Regions from separate parts of the Mus musculus genome. Here all the other regions are linked to region 2. The links are chromatin contacts, called in public HiChIP or PLAC-seq maps. All regions are on one chromosome and are shown on one strand. Each heading gives the region's core, a stretch centred on a gene start, on an enhancer-like site or on the middle of the called end of the contact. The rest is flanking DNA. Distances are from core to core; before and after follow the strand shown. Region 1 has its middle 30 kb from the start of D330046F09Rik. Region 2 has its middle 76 kb from the start of Gm34499. Region 3 has its middle 38 kb from the start of Cdkn3.

Region 1 (3,276 bases), core at 40-2,539, 560 kb before region 2:
GGAGCAGTTATCAGAGTGTGTGCCTCCCAGATTCCACAACAACAGGCTACACTCTTGGTAAGTGAATTCTGCAAGAAGCCTGCTTGGCAAGCTTGTATACACACACACACACACACACACACACACACACACACACACACACACACACACACACCACACACCACAGACCACCCCCACAAGTATCTTTCAACTCTCAAAATTCTTCACACGCCTTTTTTTTCTTTTTCCTGATAAGAGGAGCAAACCACTAAACAAACAGGGGAGGTGCATGTCCTTTAGGGTCTGTAGTCACTTTTTTTTTTTATTAGATGTTATGTATCTGTGGATCGACTCCATTGTGATCCAGCGATCTGAATCTGCACTTGCTTACAAGTCTGTTTTTACAGACTGTGGAAGAACAGAGTTTTAATTGCTTGCCGAGGAGAGCGGGGATAGAATCCTCCAGGTAAATCTGGTATATGTGTCAGATTAGTTTTGCCTAGAGGAAACGCCATGTCTCAGCGTCTTATACCCCTAATTTATACCCCCTTATAACTGTGATTACCGTGACGTGGAGTAGAGAGATGCGGTGAATGATTCAGGAGGCTGGCACGGGAGGGTCACAAGTTTGAGACCACCACCACAAGAAAAAAAATGTAGTTCTCAGAAATTGGCTTCTGAGATTAAAGGGGAAACTATATAACCTTACTGGTTAATATTTCATAACCAGTAAGCTTTGGATGGGGGGGAAATTGAAGAAAACAGAACAAAGTGTGTTTGGCAGACTTCTGCTGTCTTTCCTGCCTACTCAACAAGCTCAAAGGCAAGGACCGTGTTTCTCTTGGTGGCTGCTCTCTCTAGGGAGGTAGAGTTGTTTTGTATAATTCAGCTGACATTACCTTAACTTCGGGACACTCACCTTGGAAAACAAACAGTTTGATACCCAGAAACATCTAGAAACTTCCCAGAAAGCAATGATCTTAGCCTGTGTTAGAAACAAACCAACAAAGCTTACTCTTCCTCCTCCCTGCCCCCACTCCTGTCCTCCAGGCTCCAGAAAACAAGTTTGTTGAGCAGGGAAGGGAAATGCCTCCAGCCAGCCAGTCTGAAGACAGGAATGCTGGGCAGGAGATCCGATCCACAATCGGAAGGGTAGAAGGGGCCGATAAGGCTGCATCAGTCACCAAAACAGGTTTCGGAGGTAAAGTGAGGAGGGCCAGGAAATTTGCGATAGGATCGCACTGGGCTGTTAAATCCTGGCACCCAGCGCAGGAGTGGTGACTAAGAGACACTATTTAAACAACAGAGTTTGCGCAAGCGCAAAGGCTCCCTAGCCAAGCTCCTGTGTCAGATCCTCCTGGAGCTTCTGGTCTCTCAGAAAGTACCACGTCTGTGGTCAGTGTCTGCACTGGGGCTGGAGATCAGCTGTGTGTTCATCTCTAAACATTTGAGTCTCTTTTCTAGGAGTACACCCCCCCCAGCCCCCCACTCCAGCCTGCTCCCTGACCCCCACATCCAGGCTGGTCTTCAATTTTCAATCTGCCTGCTGATCAGCCTCAACTGTTGGGAGTGAAATGAAGGTTTTCTGTGGCCCACTTCCCTTCGAGCAGAAGTAGACTGACTTTGGTTAATATCAATACAAGACACGTAACTACGTTTCTCTTGCTTTCTCCTCTTTTCTTGGAAGTACGTTTTTCTGGGTAGAAAGACAGCTTTGGACAGTTGTGCATTTTTCGGTCTCTGGAATTTTAGTATATGGTCCAAACCAGTCGGACTGTATGAGCTGGGCGTGGTGGTGCAAACCCTTAGTCCCAGCACTGGGGAGGCAGAGGCAGGCGGATTTCTGAGTTCGAGGCCAGCCTGGTCTACAGAGTGAGTTCCAGGACAGCCAGGGCTATACAGAGAAACCCTGTCTCGAAACAACAACAACAACAACAACAACCAAACAAAAAAACAAAGAGAGAGAGAGAGAGAGAGAGAGAGAGAGAGAGAGAGAGAGAGAGAGAGAGAGAGGCCAGTGTATCAGGACGTCACTGTGCCTGTCACATTTTTTTTTCTTGGAGTGTGTATATTAATGTGGCCACACATTGCGTATGGTGGGCGGGGACACCCTCAGGTGCTGTCCCCTCCTTTCTTTTTTCCTCTTCAAGACAGGTTCTTTCACTGGCCTGGAACTTGTCAAGTAGGCTGGTTGACCAGCCAGTGAGCCACAGAAGTCCACCTTTCCCGCACTCACGGCCATCCCAGCCTTTCTTCACCTTTGTGTGGGTACTAGAGACTGAACACAGCAGCAGGGTCTCACGCTTGCAGGGCAAGCACTTTCTGGCCGCGTCCACCAGGTGGAGGATTCTGACAGAGCGGACACCTGTTTCAGGGTGTTCTGATTCTTGTTGGGGGAGCTGGGTGGCCCTAAGCATAGCAGACCCTACAAGGGAAGCAATCAGGTGCCCACAGCAGGAGCCTCCCTTGGCCAGTAGGGGTGATCAAAGAATGGAAAGCCAGGGCCAGCACTTTTTTCAGTCCCATCGGTCTATGGTGAAATCTCAGGCGTCCGGTGTGCTTGACTCCCAGATCGAATCTTCGGAAGAGGCTGGTGGTGTGCCTGCTTCGGGATCCAGAGGCCAGCTCTCTGGCTTTCCCCTGGGAGAGCATGCCCAGGCTGGTAGGGTTGCAGTGTGGCTTAGAACCAGGAGAGAGTGCGCCCCCTCGGGAAAAGGGAGAGCTGTAATTCTCAAGAGTAGCGCTAGAGGTCGCAGCTCGAAAGGAAAGTGCCACTCAGACTCCAATCTGACCTCAGCCCCCCCCCCCCCCTGTTTTAATCTCTGGAGACTTTCAGGCTTTCTGTGCTGTTACTCTGAGCCATGGCGCTTTTCTGTATTTGAGGGTCACTCTCCAGGCAAACCTAATTTATTCTCCCTGTCCCACTGCTCCTCACGGTAGGAGAGGCATGTTAGGTAGAGGCATGTGAGAAGCTCTGCCTCTCAGAGAAAGGCAGAACCCCCTTAAGGGGACACTTTTGTCTTCCTGCATTCCAGGGTCAGCTTATATCCTGTTGTTGTTGTTATTATTATTATTATTATCATTGTGGTTGTTATTATTGGTTGTTATTGTTCTTATACTACACAGATATGTAAGGCTGGATATACATGTCTACACTCACAAAAACATACTATTCAAAATAACAATAGGAATGGAATGGAATTGAGTTGGGAAAGCCTGAACCACTGAGAATAGTTGAAACCCAAAATTGATGTCCAGTTCTGTATTTGCTTTATATGTTGAACGTCAGTGGGGCTA
Region 2 (3,585 bases), core at 514-3,013:
TATAAGAGTTGCCATGGTCATGGCGTTTCTTCACAGCAATGAAAACCCTAACCAAGACCCTAGAAAAAGAAAGAGACTTCCCTTTCTTTTGAGACACTCTTGAGAACAGCTGAAGAAGTGGAATTACTAAACACCATCTTCCTCCACCTGCCCTCAGAGCCGCTATTGCTCTCTACTGGGGCTCCTGGTTAGAGACGACCTCACACCAGAGCACACACAGTAGCTCAGTAAATACATGAAGCCTCCAATCAGGTCTCTCAAAACAAAAGAAAGCAATGGCTTCTCCAGATGTAGCACAACCCTTTTATTTAGGGCAAGTCTTAATTTTCCAATTTTTGCACCTCCTCCAAGCATTGTGGTCTTGAAAGAGGCCATCTAGAAAGATGCTAATTTGAGAGTTCCAGGCATCTCCTCAGCAGCCTGTGACAGTTTATTCCTAGTCAAAGCTACATCTTTTCAAATGGAAACTCACATTTCAGTCCGAAATGACAACTCAGGCCCAAAGCACACACTTCACGTGGCACCAGGGTAAATACTGAACGCTTTCACAGACTTTGTCCAAATTAAACACTGAGAAATCCCCAGAGGCTTTAGTTTCCTGAAGTGAAGAAAAATCATACTTCTTCCAGCTTTCACTAGGAAATATCACACAAAATCCCATGTTTTCATCTCCCCGGATATGTGTGCAATTGATACACAATCGAAGGATCATTTTCATTTTTTAAGGTTGGAGAGCTAGTCACTCAGAAAGTGATGACGTCGAGTCCCAGCATTCACTCCAATCCCATACAGCTATAGATAAGCTTCTTGCTTTCCTCCCAGTTCAGGGTGATCTCGAAGTGCTGCTCACATAGCCAATCAAAAGCCAGAGAACCATCATTTGTTTTCACTTTCTGAAACCGTTTTCAGGAACACAGTGATCAGCATATGCTGACTTCTAGAAATATTAGCTGCAGAACTGGCAGCCAGCTTTGGCCTCCGTACCCATCCATATGCTTATTAGATCACTTGTACAAACGTTCAATTGTCGTTGCTCTCCTCTCCCGCTGCAGTGTTTGAAAGCAGTTCCTTTATGTTGCCTTCCCAAGGACTATGGGCTTCGGTCAAATTTTAATTGAAACATGACCCTGGCACTGCTTTGCTAAAATTAATTGAGATTAAGATTTATGAACATTCCTTGAGGTTTGAAAGAACTGTAGTAGTTGCAATTTAAAACATTAGTCAGCATTCAGGAGTGCTGTCCAATTTCTAAAATGCACAGGAACTGTGGTACTTTGCTGCTGTTTGAACATGAGAACGAACAGTGTGCACATTTGAGCAGATCTGCACGGCGTGATGAAGTCAGAGAACCTGATGGAACCTGGAAAGATTGTCCTGTCCCAGCACTTAGCTTCAGGTCTTTTAAGACCACCCAAGAGAAATGAGATTTATTGTATTGTGAAAGCTCATTCCCAAGAGATGTTTTCCTTCCTTAAAAATAAATCATTTGTCAACCTTTATTGACAAGAAATATTTGTATAAAAATACCGTGATGAAATCCATTGTTTTGTACAACAACAACAAAAAAACTTTCAGAATGAGATAAAAAGATTACAATACATATATATGTCCTTATTGCCTTATTTGTTTTGAAATACCTTCACACTCATTAGGTAACTTCAAAAATCCCCTGGTAGTTCATGTGGTGCTTACCATTCCCATTTTATAGATGAAACACTGAGACACAGGCGTTACACAGTTGCCCTCAAACCTCATTAGAGAGATGAGTCATAGCTGGGAGTGAGAACACAGAGCCGAAACCTTCATTCCTGAGTGCTTTGTCAACCCCACATTCTTCCCGAATACATCCAAAATAAAAAGCAATCACATGTGAGTGGCCAAACAATGGTAATCAGATCGTCACAAACCACTGGCTACTGCCAAAGGACCTGGCCACGAGCTGTGTCCCTCTGCATTTGGGCTTCCCTTTGTCTCCTTTCCGTAGAATGAAAAATGAATAGTGATTGTCAACAAAACAAATGCACTTTACTTCACAGTCTTCTAACCAAAGTCACAAACAAGTGGCTCTCAAATATGCCCGGAGACAAATTCTTTAGCTGACATGCAGTAAGCAACACAAATGAATCTGTGCTCCTATCTGACTGGCTACATTGCTATTGTTCTCCTATCAGGTCTCCTTGGTGAGCTTTAATTAATATCAGAAACAGCACAGGAAACATCCTTAATTATTCCTCTTGTGTTCAGAATAAATGTAGTCCACTCAAGGCAAAGTAAACGGCAAGTCTTTGAACTTGAGCGTTATCTTTGTCCTTTGGCTTACAAGGACTCTGTGTTATCAGACATGATAATTTGTTCTCTGTGATACCCTCACTGAAATTAATTTTGTTGTAGTCTAGCATACGTTTCCTCTTGCTGATACTTTCACTCTTGGCAAGGTCTTATCTGGGCAGTTAGGGCAGCCCTCGTCTGGCTCTGTCTGCTGAGGCTCAATAGCTGCAGGGGCAACAATGTTGTTGTTTTAAACAAAGATGTTTACTTTGTTATTAATGTAAAATTTAATTCATTTCCTCTTTTTAATCTTCTCATGGGGCAGACAGAAACCCCACCCTCCTTTCTTCTTCTTGTCAGAGATGATGGTCTGGGACTTCATTGCTAAGTTTCCTTGGAAACATCCTCTCAGATCCTTCCAAATACACTGTCATCACAAGGGAGGAGCCATTTTCAGACTCTGCTCCCTGCACCCTGGCTTAAACTCTCTACCATCCAGGGCTAAAAATGGCCTTTGCCCCTTTTTCTTTTTTTCTTTTTCATGGTGTCTCTCTCTCTCTCTCTCTCTCTCTCTCTCTCTCTCTCTCTCTCTCTCTCTGTGTGTGTGTGTGTGTGTGTATGTGTGTGTGTGTGTGTATGTGTGTGTGTTGTATACCTGTGTTCATATATGGGTATTGATATCAGGATATTGTCCACAGTTGCTTCTCTGCCTTATTTTTGAGACAGGCTTTCTCACTGAACCCAGGGCTCAGTGTTTCAGCTGCAGTGGCTGGCCAAGAGCGCCCAGAATCCTCCTGGTCTCTGCTCCCTAAGTGCTGAGGTTAAAGATACACAGCAGTGTCTGGTTTTCGTTTGTTTGTTTGTGTCTCTTCGCTTTTTAATAATGGATAGCAGGACTCTGAACTCGGATCCTCATGCTTGCCAACAGGTGCCTTGCCCAGGCAGTCATCTTTCCAGTCCTAGTTTCATCTTCAAATATTAAAGTTGCATAACACTTAGTGAAAAAAATCCTACAGATTAAAGTAATACACATCCCCCATCACTGCGGCTGAGTACATGCTGTGTATTGCAATGTGATTTTTGTTCCAAGAAAAGATTGGTATATGGACAACAGACTTTATGCAAATGAGCTCGTAGTGACTATTCTGCAGTTAACTCTAAAATTGTCTACTTAGTCTTTGAGAAGTTCATATATGCATGTAATGTTTTGATCATATTCACTACCCGTCCCTTCTTCTTCCCACCACTTCTCCTCCTTCCGTATTTGTGTATTTTATTTTTAATTCTCCACTGAGTGTTATTAGGGTTGCTTGCATG
Region 3 (3,591 bases), core at 468-2,967, 580 kb before region 2:
GTAACCTTTGGTTACAGTTCTGTTCAAAGTGGGAAAGCTGAGCTGCTAGAACGAGCTCTCTGGAATCTCTTGCCTTGCCCTTGGTGGCAATGACTTGCACGCTGGGAGCTGCAAGGGGTCATTCAAAAATGGCAGAAGGAAGCAGTCATTCCTTCCCTGAGAGCCTCCATTGAAAATGCATTTCCCACTTCTCCTGCACCTCCCAGGGTCTTAGGGGACCTGCTTTCTTCCTCTGCTTTAACCTCACCCCCTCTCCCTTCCTGTTGGAGACAAGTGAGGAACAGCAAATCTGCCCTGCCCAGCACTGGCTCCCTTCAGCTCCCTTGCACCTTCCTGGGCTGGCTGGCTCCCTTTGGTCCCTTAGTCTTCAGTATCAGAGAAGCCTCTCAGAAGAGCTGGCCTCTTTCTCTCTCTCTCTCTCTTTTTTTCCTTTTCTTTTTTGTCTATCCCATCTGAATAGGTTTCTCCACAGCCAGACATTTTTAATTAACAAAAAAATCAAATTATGGTATAATTTCACATATCATGAAACCCACCATTTGAAAATGTCTAACTTAATTAGCTTATTGACAGTATTGCAAACCATCGCCAACCCTCTGAAGTAACCCCATGGCATTAAGAAGTCACTCGTGGGTGGTAAGACGACCAGTGAAGACAATTGCCAAGGGGCCTGGTGACTTTCTGGGATGCACACAGTAGAAGGAGAGAGCTTGACCTTCTGCAAGCTCTCCTCCCTTCTCCGTGTGTGCACTGGGGCATGCAAGGATCCACTGCCCTCCACCATAGAAACAAGTAGTTGTAAAAGTTGACAGAGAAGCCATTCCCCTCCGCCATTCTTCCTAGTCCATCACGCCCAGAGCTATGTCCTGTTTCTGCGTTTACCTGCTCACCACAATGCATCCTCTCTTCTCTTTAGTTCTTCAGGCCAGAAACAAAGTTTGATATTTTTCTGGAGTGGGCATTTATGTATCACTTTTTCTCTGAATCCATGAGTAACATGTGGAGTTCCCTCACAGCCTGCCTGGCAATAAAATTCGAGGGCCTTGTAACATAAGGAAGTAATCAGCGAGGGACGTGACCACTGGGGAGCTACTGTAGAAGAGACCAGTCTGTAGGTGGGGCCTGAGGTCCCTGCTTCAGTCCACCAAGAGAACATCTTCCCCTCCACTGCACTGCCAGCTCCCTGGGACTCAGGTCTCCCCTAAGATGTTTCTGCTATTTACTTGCAACCCACAGAGGCTAAGTGCAAAGCGTTGTACACGTTTCCAGAAGACTCTTTGAGGGCTGGGTTAGGACGCAGCAGTAAGTAGAAACAGGATTCTCAGAGAAGCCTCACTCCCAGGCATAACGCGAGCCCCACTTGCGTCTCTCCACAGGGTCTGGTAGACCCTCTGATCGTTTCTATGATTGCATCCATTTTTACAGACATCAAATGTAGGGGGTTGGTGGATTTGACTCAGCGGTTTGACTGGGGTGCTGACAGGCCAGCCTTACTCTCAACCGCTGCTCCCGTGCAGCCTCTCAGACTCACTCACACACGAGCACAAAGCCACGATGCAATGTTTACACATGACATCTGCAGCCGCATTATCGCTCCTACTAAAATGGCTCACAATGGCATCATAAACAAAGAAGTATGTTCCTATCCCCACAGCTGCTGTGCACTGGGTAAAGTGTCCACCAGAGGTCCAGATATCCCTGGGTTAGAGACTTGGCCTCTGGGTGGCACTAGTGGGAGGTGATGGGACCTTCAGGAACAAGGGTCTAAGTCTTTAAGCTCTTGGTGGCAATGACTTGCATGCTGGGAGCTGTAAGGAGTCATTCAAAAACAGGGAAGGAAGTAGGCATTCCTTCCCTAAGAGCCTCCATTGAGAATGCAATTCCCACTTCTCCTGCACCTACCCCGGTCCTAGTGGATCTAATTTTGTCCTCTGCTTTAGCCTTTCTCATTGAGAAGTACATCTCTCTTTATTTTTTTTTTCAGATTCCTTTTTTTTGTTGTTGATTTTTTTCATTTCTTTTGTTTTTGATTTTTTAAAAGATTTATTTATTTATTATACATGTAACTACACTGTAGCTATCTTCAGACATTCCAGAAGAGGCCATCAGATCTCATTACGGATGGTTGTGAGCCACCATGTGGTTGCTGGGATTTGAACACAGGACCTTAGGAAGAGCAGTCCGTGTTCTTAGCCACTGAGCCATCTCTCCAGCCCTGAGAAGTATATCTCATTGAGGATGTACTTTTGAAGATAATATAGAACCGTGGTGTCTTAGTTAGGGTTTTACTGCTGTGAACAGACACCATGACCAAGGCAAGTCTTATATAAACAACATTTAATTGGGGCTGGCTTACAGGTTCAGAGGTTCAGTCCATTATCACCACTGGAGGATGGCAGCATCCAGGCAGGCATGGCACAGGCGGAACTGAGAGTTCTATGTCTTCATCCAAAGGCTGCTAGTGAAAGACTGACTTCCAGGCAACTGGGGTGAGAGTCTTAAGCCCACACCCACAGTGACACACCTATTCCAACCAGATCACACCTATACCAACAAGGCCACACCTCCAAATGGTGCCACTCCCTGGTCCAAGAATATACAAACCACCATACCTGGTCAGGTCTCTTAAAGTTATTCTCTCTCTCTCTCTCTCTCTCTCTCTCTCTCTCTCTCTGTATGTGTGTGTCAGAAGACAACCTGCTGGAGTCAGTTTTCTTGTCATATGGGTCCCAGGAGTCAGAGTCAGGTCATCAGGCTTGAGGCCAAGTGTCCTTACCCACAGGAGTCTCTCCCTGGCCAAGCCGACCTCTTCCTGTGTGCTTCTCATTTCCTGATAGAAGCTGCTTGCTTGACCATGGCTCTTGCCACAGTGCGTTGCTCTTCCCAGAGGCCCCAAACAATGAAGTCACTTTATTTTGATGAATAAACCGGCAAAGAAGGGTTTTTTTTTATTTTATTTTTTATTTTGTTATACAGGGGAAGTGACCACCAGGGTGTCCTTGGAAGTGGAGTGACTGGGTGATGTTGGGAAGAACTCCCATCTGATTGTACCTTCATGTTTCTCAAGCAAGTGGGTCTTGGAAGGAGGTCGACCCCAGGAGAATGTACTCTTCACAGCTTAGGCATGTGTTTTAATCAAGCTCCCCCCACCCCCACCCCCCAGGGTCAGAACGAGGAGAATGGGCACGTAGATAAATGGAGATGAATTGTAAGGCATTGGTTCACACATCATGGAGGCTGGGGAATCCAGACCTCCTGAGTTGTCCCACTGGAGACAGGGGGAGAGCCAGGGCTGCCTCTCATGTCTGAAGGACCTAGGATGCAGAGTTCCTCCAGTGAAGAGAGGCCAGCCTTTTGTTCTATGCAGACTTCCCATTCCGATCGGACAGGGCCACTTAGGTCACAGAAGCCCATTGGCTTGATTCAAACTCCACAACTTTGGGTACAAATCTCCTTCCCGAATGCTTTCTGGAACAGCTATCTGGAATTGTGTTTGACTCTGGGTCTGGGTTTTGTGGCCCAGCCAAGGAGAATCCAAATTAACCATCAAAGTCAGGACTCAGTGTGCCAGCCTAGTTGCCCAGGACCTGG

Evidence for each region. HiChIP or PLAC-seq counts read pairs in DNA pulled down with a chosen protein or histone mark.
Region 1: a contact with region 2 is called in an HNF4G HiChIP or PLAC-seq map of pancreatic cancer cells. The contact joins two enhancer-like sites. A contact is called at or near these places in 5 of 484 Hi-C or Micro-C datasets (the HL-1 cell line, cortical neurons, gonadal supporting cells and 2 more) and 2 of 115 datasets of contacts at active chromatin or transcription factors (fibro-adipogenic progenitors and pancreatic cancer cells).
Region 3: an H3K27ac HiChIP or PLAC-seq map of vascular smooth muscle cells shows a contact between it and region 2, with 10 times the contacts expected there. The contact joins two enhancer-like sites. A contact is called at or near these places in 5 of 484 Hi-C or Micro-C datasets (the AML12 cell line, Sertoli cells, gonadal supporting cells and 2 more) and 2 of 115 datasets of contacts at active chromatin or transcription factors (fibro-adipogenic progenitors and vascular smooth muscle cells).

What each region holds. Positions count from the first base shown.
Region 1 is chr14:46,702,389-46,705,664 of GRCm38.p6, reverse strand. No RefSeq gene overlaps it. Among named protein-coding and RNA genes, the nearest start is that of D330046F09Rik, 30 kb to the right of the region's middle. Within about 2 kb of position 1,289, at least 79 of the 459 cell types and tissues checked have an H3K27ac peak or open chromatin away from gene starts, as enhancers often do. A contact at or near this core is called in the HL-1 cell line, fibro-adipogenic progenitors and pancreatic cancer cells, where this site is marked.
Region 2 is chr14:46,143,174-46,146,758 of GRCm38.p6, reverse strand. No RefSeq gene overlaps it. Among named protein-coding and RNA genes, the nearest start is that of Gm34499, 76 kb to the left of the region's middle. Within about 2 kb of position 1,763, at least 53 of the 459 cell types and tissues checked have an H3K27ac peak or open chromatin away from gene starts, as enhancers often do. A contact at or near this core is called in the HL-1 cell line, fibro-adipogenic progenitors, pancreatic cancer cells and 1 more, where this site is marked.
Region 3 is chr14:46,720,342-46,723,932 of GRCm38.p6, reverse strand. No RefSeq gene overlaps it. Among named protein-coding and RNA genes, the nearest start is that of Cdkn3, 38 kb to the left of the region's middle. Within about 2 kb of position 1,717, at least 11 of the 459 cell types and tissues checked have an H3K27ac peak or open chromatin away from gene starts, as enhancers often do. A contact at or near this core is called in vascular smooth muscle cells, where this site is marked.